2 separate regions of the Mus musculus genome follow, and region 1 is linked to region 2. The links are chromatin contacts, called in public HiChIP or PLAC-seq maps. All regions are on one chromosome and are shown on one strand. The core of a region is the stretch at or near the end of the contact, and the rest is flanking DNA. Distances in the headings are between cores, read along the strand shown. Region 1 holds the start of Nlrc4 (NLR family, CARD domain containing 4). Region 2 overlaps Slc30a6 (solute carrier family 30 (zinc transporter), member 6).

Evidence for each region. HiChIP or PLAC-seq counts read pairs in DNA pulled down with a chosen protein or histone mark.
Region 1: a contact with region 2 is called in an H3K27ac HiChIP or PLAC-seq map of embryonic stem cells, with 25 read pairs. The contact joins the promoter of Nlrc4 here to the enhancer-like site in region 2. A contact is called at or near these places in 1 of 39 promoter capture datasets (macrophages), 1 of 484 Hi-C or Micro-C datasets (bone marrow-derived macrophages), 4 of 115 datasets of contacts at active chromatin or transcription factors (the HPC-7 cell line, bone marrow-derived macrophages and embryonic stem cells) and 3 of 9 other capture datasets (adipose tissue, liver and pancreatic islet).

What each region holds. Positions count from the first base shown.
Region 1 is chr17:74,457,217-74,460,495 of GRCm38.p6, reverse strand. It overlaps Nlrc4 (NLR family, CARD domain containing 4), which reads left to right and starts at 1,388. Exons shown (of 9, transcript NM_001033367.3): 1 at 1,388-1,490.
Region 2 is chr17:74,415,018-74,418,544 of GRCm38.p6, reverse strand. Slc30a6 (solute carrier family 30 (zinc transporter), member 6) reads right to left here. Exons shown (of 14, transcript NM_144798.6): 11 at 2,823-2,925. Among named protein-coding and RNA genes, the nearest start is that of Slc30a6, 21 kb to the right of the region's middle. Within about 2 kb of position 1,599, at least 30 of the 459 cell types and tissues checked have an H3K27ac peak or open chromatin away from gene starts, as enhancers often do. A contact at or near this core is called in embryonic stem cells, where this site is marked.

The DNA.
Region 1 (3,279 bases), core at 139-2,638, 42 kb before region 2:
ATGCTTGAACCAACCAAACCAGAACATTTCACTTTCCATCTTTTCTCTGTCCACCTCTTAATCCCCATTCATTATGAAAAAACCGAGTGAGGCATAGTGGCTCATGCCCACAATCTTCTTAGAAGGCAGAGGCAGGAGGATCAGAAGTCCAAGATAAGACAAGACATGCAAAAACCATACTGAGTGTCTAAAATACCAGAATTAAGAGTCCAGACAGAAGCTGATCAACTGATTAGAACTTTTTTTTTAAAGATTTTTATTTACATGAGTACACTGCAGCTGCCTTCAGAGACACACTAGAAGAGAGCATCGGATCTCATTACAGATGGTTGTGAGCCACCATATGGTTACTGGGAATTGAACTCAGGACCTCTAGCAGAGCAGTCAGTGCTCTTAACCACTGAGCCATCTCTCCAGCCCCTTTGAACTTCTTTATTATCCACTTCTGTGTCTGACCTATCGGGCAAAAACCTGTGGGATTTATTAACAAAGCTGGGTACCAGCTCATAACAACCCAGATGGCTCAAGATGGCCTCAGATCTGGAGTCTTTACCAAGGCTTTCTTTTCTTTGCTACAACCTGCCTACCCAATGTTTCCACCAATGTATTTGAAATTATGTTGATTGATGACTTTTTTGTTGTTGTTGTCCTGTTAATATAAAAGCTTCCTGAAACTAAGTAGTGATGTGCCTTTAATCTAAGCACTCAGGAGGCAGAGTCAGGTGGGTCTCTGTGGGGTTCAAGGTAGCCTGATCTATACTGGGAGTACCAGGGTAGCCAAGGGTACGTAAAAAGAGTCTGTCCCAAAACAAAACAAAACAGAATAACACACACACACACACACACACACACACACACACGCACACACGCACACGCACACACACAACCTTCATGGAACAGTTGCTGCTTTTGAACTTTGAGTACCCTGTCTTCCTGGGCCTTGTCATTCAAAGCTTTCTCATTCCCTTTGCTTGGAGAAATAAACAGTTGTTAACTCTTTTTTTTTTTTTTTAAATGCAACATACCTTTTAAAGATTTATTTATTCATTTTTTTTTTAATGTATATGAGTACACTGTTGCTGTCTTCAGACACACCAGAAGAGGGCATCAGATACCATTACAGATGGATGTGAGACACCATGTGGTTACTGGGAATTGAACTCAGGACCTCTGGAAGAGCAGTCAGTGCTCTTAAAGGCTGAGCCATCTTCCAGCCCCAGTTGTTAACTCTTTACCACATGAATAACCAGGAAGCAAAGAGTGCCTAAGTTCAAAGTCCCTACTTCCTGGCTACTCAGTCACTCCTTTTTCTTGCTACGTAATTATGTAAATACCCCGATTATTATGGTTCTTAAGCAAGAGAAGAACCCACCAGGCACTTCCTTTTTTCTACAGTTGTCTCTCATGGACAAAGAAGTTTGGATTAAGAAAGAAAGAAAATTACTTTTAAGACGACTTTTCCTTCGAAGGCAACTGGATTGCTTGGCCAGGTACCTCGGGGAGAGGGAATAGGTTTTTAAATCAGTTTTAGAGTCAGATCCTGAAATTAGAATTTAGGTCCACTGAAGCCTGTGTCTGTGAGGTTGTCCTGCAGTGGATGGTTTGCCCATTGGGCTGATTTGCCTGCAGGGAAACTTGGTTTGAGGGTAGGCAGTGTTGGGGGCGGGTGGTTAGCCTGGTTGGTCTGTTGGAGTTTAGCTGCGTTTTTCTGAGTTGGTGTTAAGGATTTGGAGCCCTAGAGAACGCCTTTGTATTTACTATGGAGACAAAAAGACTTAGAAAATGCTTTTTGGCCTCACAGGAAGGAAACCCAGAGCTGAGGGAGAGAGAGACTGCTTGGTCCGTCCAGTGTCCTGAGCCTCTGACAAGATACTTGAACTTGGACAGAAAAGTTAAGCAAGTCCCTCTTGGGGATAGGAAGAATGCTTATAGAAAGTGTGTTACAGACCTGCGTTGTGTGCTGAGGTGTTTCCAGCCCCAGTGTGTCTAGGAAGTGCTTTACAGACTTGAGTTGTGTGATAACAGATAAGGTGTGTCCATTCTTTATCTCAGAGCATCTTAATAACCCCGTTGCCGGGGTGGAATCAGGCTCTCCTAACTTCCCTTAACCTCTTTTATTCTTCCAGTCTCCCATTACTCCCACTTGTGCCTATAGACAATTTTCATACACTATTTACATAGCACTAAGAGTATTCAGTGAGCTGCGGGTGTCCAAAGGAGATCTAAGAAGATTCTAGATCAGGACATTTTTATACTGGAATGATAGATGAATCACAGGGACTGGTGGCCTCTGTTCCATCCGTCTTCCTGGTTAATCATCGCTATAGTCCCAGGCTTGGAGCAGATGTGAGTGCTAACAGTTCAGCAAAGGAAGCATAATCCAGAGGCAGGGGAGATGCTCAGGGGGAAGGGGCACTTGTCGCCGAGCCTGTTGACCAGAGTTTGATCCCTGGGACACAGATTATTCCAGGAGAGAACTGACTTTTGCTAGTTTTTCTCTAATCTCTACACAAATGCCGTGGCACTCTCGAGCACCCCTACCCACCCACCCACCCACCCACCCACACACACACACCAATCAACCAATGTGAAAAAAATTTACACATGCTGCCTTTCTGTAGCCAATTATATGAGTTCTTTCCCCCTAGTTGTGGGAGTGACACACGAGACGTAGGTCAAGAAGGATTTCAGTTTTCTGAGGAACTCACATCACGATCTGAAAGAACATTATCACTTAAGCTGGATGTGGGAGCTCATGGCAGTCATCTTCACACTGAGAAGGCTAAGACCAGAGCGTTACCATGAGTCTGAGACTAGACTGAGCTAGACAGTGAGTCCCAGGCCAGACGTGGCTATGCTGTATGACCTTGTTTCAAATAAGAAAGAGAATCTTATTTGCCAAGGCATGAACATAAGAAAAGGATCGCTTCCACACAATTCCGGTATTTTGGGTGGGTAGGAAGATTTTCAGGGCATGACTCCAAATCCAGATGGTCAAACTGGTCACAACTCCACCTTGTTTTGAATTGTATGTATGTATGTATGTATGTATGTATGTATGTATGTATATATGTATGTATTTGGTTTTTGAGACAGGGTTTCTCTGTGTAGCCCTGGCTATCCAGGAACTTAACTCTGTAGACCAGGCTGGCCTCGAACTCAGAAATCCACCTGCCTCTGCCTCCCAAGTGCTAGGATTAAAGGCATGTGCCTGGCTTGCCTTGAATTTTTAAAGAATTAATTTTTGTTCTTAACAATTATTTTTAATGTGTGGTGGTG
Region 2 (3,527 bases), core at 350-2,849:
CCTAACACCCACAAATGGATGTCAAACCAGCCTTGGCTTTTGACAGACAGAGGTCTCACTGGCCTAATTACATCACTAATGGCCCACACACATTTTGTTTGTTTTTGTTTTTGAGCATGCCAGGAGCCTGCCCTGGCCTTTAGAATGAATGGCAGGAGGTGGGTCTCAGCTTCAGACGAAGGTCAAAGACTGATGATCTCTGACCTTGCAACTCGATCTTACTATTTTGTGCTAATAAGTGCTGGTTTCTGACTATTCCGTGGCGGGATGCTGCTGGTTTCTGGTAATAAACTCCTGCTGGCAGCAACAGGGGATGAAGAAGGGAAAGAAAAAGTTTAGTTGCTAGGGCTCTTTTCTTTCTGGCTCAAGGACCTCTCTCTGGCCAGGAGAGAGGCTTGGAACTGGTGTATTCTTTAAAAACCAGACAGAAAAGAAAGAAAATAATTTACACAGACAATACGCACAGACAGACACACACACATACACTTTGGCCAGGCCCAACTACATGTTTCATTAATTCCACAAGTGTTCATGCATACTCGCATACATACACATATAACTACACATGTGTGTATATACATACACATATATAACACATATAACTACACATGTGTGTACATACATACACATATATAACACATATAACTACACATGTGTGTACATACATACACATAGACAAACAGACATACACATATATACATTTGGATGGACCGGGCAGAGCCCCCCAAGCTGCCACCTTATTTGTTCTGGCCTTTTTATACCTTCTTAGACAAAAGCTCTTTAGACAATTATCTCATAGATAAAATGTCACACAAAGGAGGAGTTATGGAAGGACATTGATAGTAAGTTCAAAGCAGTGGTTCATTCTGTAAGCTCATTTTAAGTCCAAAGAATCAGTTTCCCATGGCCTGGCTTTATCATAGTGCACACCTGTACAGCCTCATCCTTGGACCTGACCTAGAATGACTGTTTTTTCTTGATTACAAATTTATCCCAAGACAATTTCTCTTCTTTGTGTAATTATGAAGGGTCATCGTATCCCAAAAGTATGCAACCTTTGCTTACTATTCTAAGGAGGGCACATATTCTCTTCTGGATTCTAACTTTATTACATCTTTCTGGCAAAACAACTAAAACTATCTCCTTAAATTTTTTTCCTAAAATTATTTGAATCAAATCAGGAATTCCATAAAGTCATTAATTCATCTAAATAGCATTAATTCATGAAAGTTCATATGCATGTTGATCTGCGTGAAATTTGCCCAATAAATAGGGTGGGCTGACATCCAGGAATCACTAGGCTATGTAATAGTGACAGGAAAGGCACATCAGCAGCAAGAAGCCATCCTGGCATGAAGTCTCTAGGGACCTTGCATTCTTAGCGCTCACCCAAAGCAGGTTATGTAAAACAGTGGGTGGGTCATCTCCAGAGAACTCACTTGTGTGCTTTTAGCTTTCCTAGGTGGTTTCTGTCAGGAACAAAAACACATTAAGGAGAAAGCCAGCGAGAGCGGGAGGGGCTCCCAGGGAGGAGTACATCACACCCACAGAGAAGCTGCTCCATTTCTCTAGAATCCACAAAGACCAACGGATCCAACCAGCACAGGGCTGAGGGACGGATGGCTCAGCGGTTAAGCATGTGCTTTCTGTGGTGGTGAGACACACCTTTAGGAGGAATTCTGTGACTTCGAGGCCAGCCTGATCCACACAGTGAATTCCAGGACAGTGAAGGCAATGATGAAAGCATGTCTCAAAAAAAAATCGAAAGCCAACAACAAAAAAAGAATGCTTACTGCCTCTGTAGAGGAGCAGAGTTTGGTACCCAGCATCCACACAGAGACTCACAACTGTCTATAATTCCAGTTCCAGGATATCTGAGTTCTCTCCTGACACCCGAGAACTCTCCCTGCACAAGGCACACATACAGACACTCAAGCACACACACATATAATAAAATAGCAGGCCGGGCAAGGGGGCTTACAGTTTTAATGCTAGCACCATTGTGGGAGAGAAGAGGCCAGCCTGGACTACACAGTGAAACACTGTCTCAAAAAGAAAAAAGATAAATAAATGAATAAAGAAAGTGAAATAAAAAAATAAATAAAATGAAGTAAAAAAGAACCAACCAACAAATTAAACAAAAAGTATATAAGAAATAGAAAAGCAACATTTCATTTAGTGTATAGTACTACATAAGGACTATGTTGTCAGGCTGGGCGGTGGTGGCGTACGCCTTTAATCCCAGCACTTGGGAGGCAGAGGCAGGCAGGTTTCTGGGTTTGAGGCCAGCCTGGTCTACAGAGTGAGTTCCAGGACAGCCAAGGTTACACAGAGACAGAGAAACCCTGTCTCGAAAAACAAAACAAAACAAAACAAAACAAAAAGGATTACCTTGTCTTTATTACTAAGAGCAGGATGTACACGCACCTAATTCTGGAAACCCTGTTTATATTACTTTAATACCCTTATTGTCACTACGATGATCAATGACAGGGGAAAAAGCAATAGAAAACAGACCAGAGCGTATTTACCCAAAGAAATGAAATATCCAAAAAAAAGTTACATAGCATTATTTCCATTTAAAACATGACTAGAACAAACAAATATAAATTTATGATTGCATGTAACAGGAACATATACGAGTATAAGCCTAAATTATCACATGGCAATAAAATTCCAACCCATTTCTGCTAAGTGAGCTCAGAGAACACTGTCTGACTTCACTGCTAAGGGCGCGCTTTATCTGCTGGAAGACACAGCATGCTGGGACGGAAACCCGGCTCACGTTAGACCAGCAGACTCGGTGATCACAAGAGCCTCACCTGGAGGAGCACTTTCCCACTGTACACACTCATGGGGTACATGGTGCCAAACGTCATCAGGGCAATGGCAATGGCTGACGCAGTGTCCACGGCAAAGTAGTTACTGCAAGGAAACAGTTCACAATCTTAAATGTCAACTTACAACTTAACACTCTGCCAAAAATTATCAAAAACAACTCTAGAAAACAACAGCTGCTACTGTCAAGAGAGCACCTGGTGTGTGTGTGTGTGTGTGTGTGTGTGTGTGTGTGTGTAGGGGGCTGGGGCAGGGGGAACGTCGGCACTCCAGAGTCAGCTTTTAGAACTCTTTCCTGTCAAGCTTTAGTGGAAAAATAATAATCAGAGGAGTGTGAGGAGAGGTGATAAGACAGATGAGCCTTCCTCGACTCTTCCTGTACCTGACACCAGAAAGACGGCAGACTTAACGCAGAGACTTCAACTGATAACCTGACAGGAGACAAAGCACTTTCTGTGTTTCCAGCCATTTTGCACTCAGTAATTCTTGCATTAAAAACTTCAGAAGTAGCCCGGTGGTGGCAGCACACACTTTTAACCCCAGCAGTCAGCAGGCAGAGGCAAGCAGATTTCTGAGTTCAAGGTCAGCCTGGACTATAGAGCGAGTTCCAGGACAGCCAGGGCTACACAGAGAAACCTTGTCTCAAAAAAAAGCAAAACCAACAAATATTTCAAAGTTTCCCAGGAATA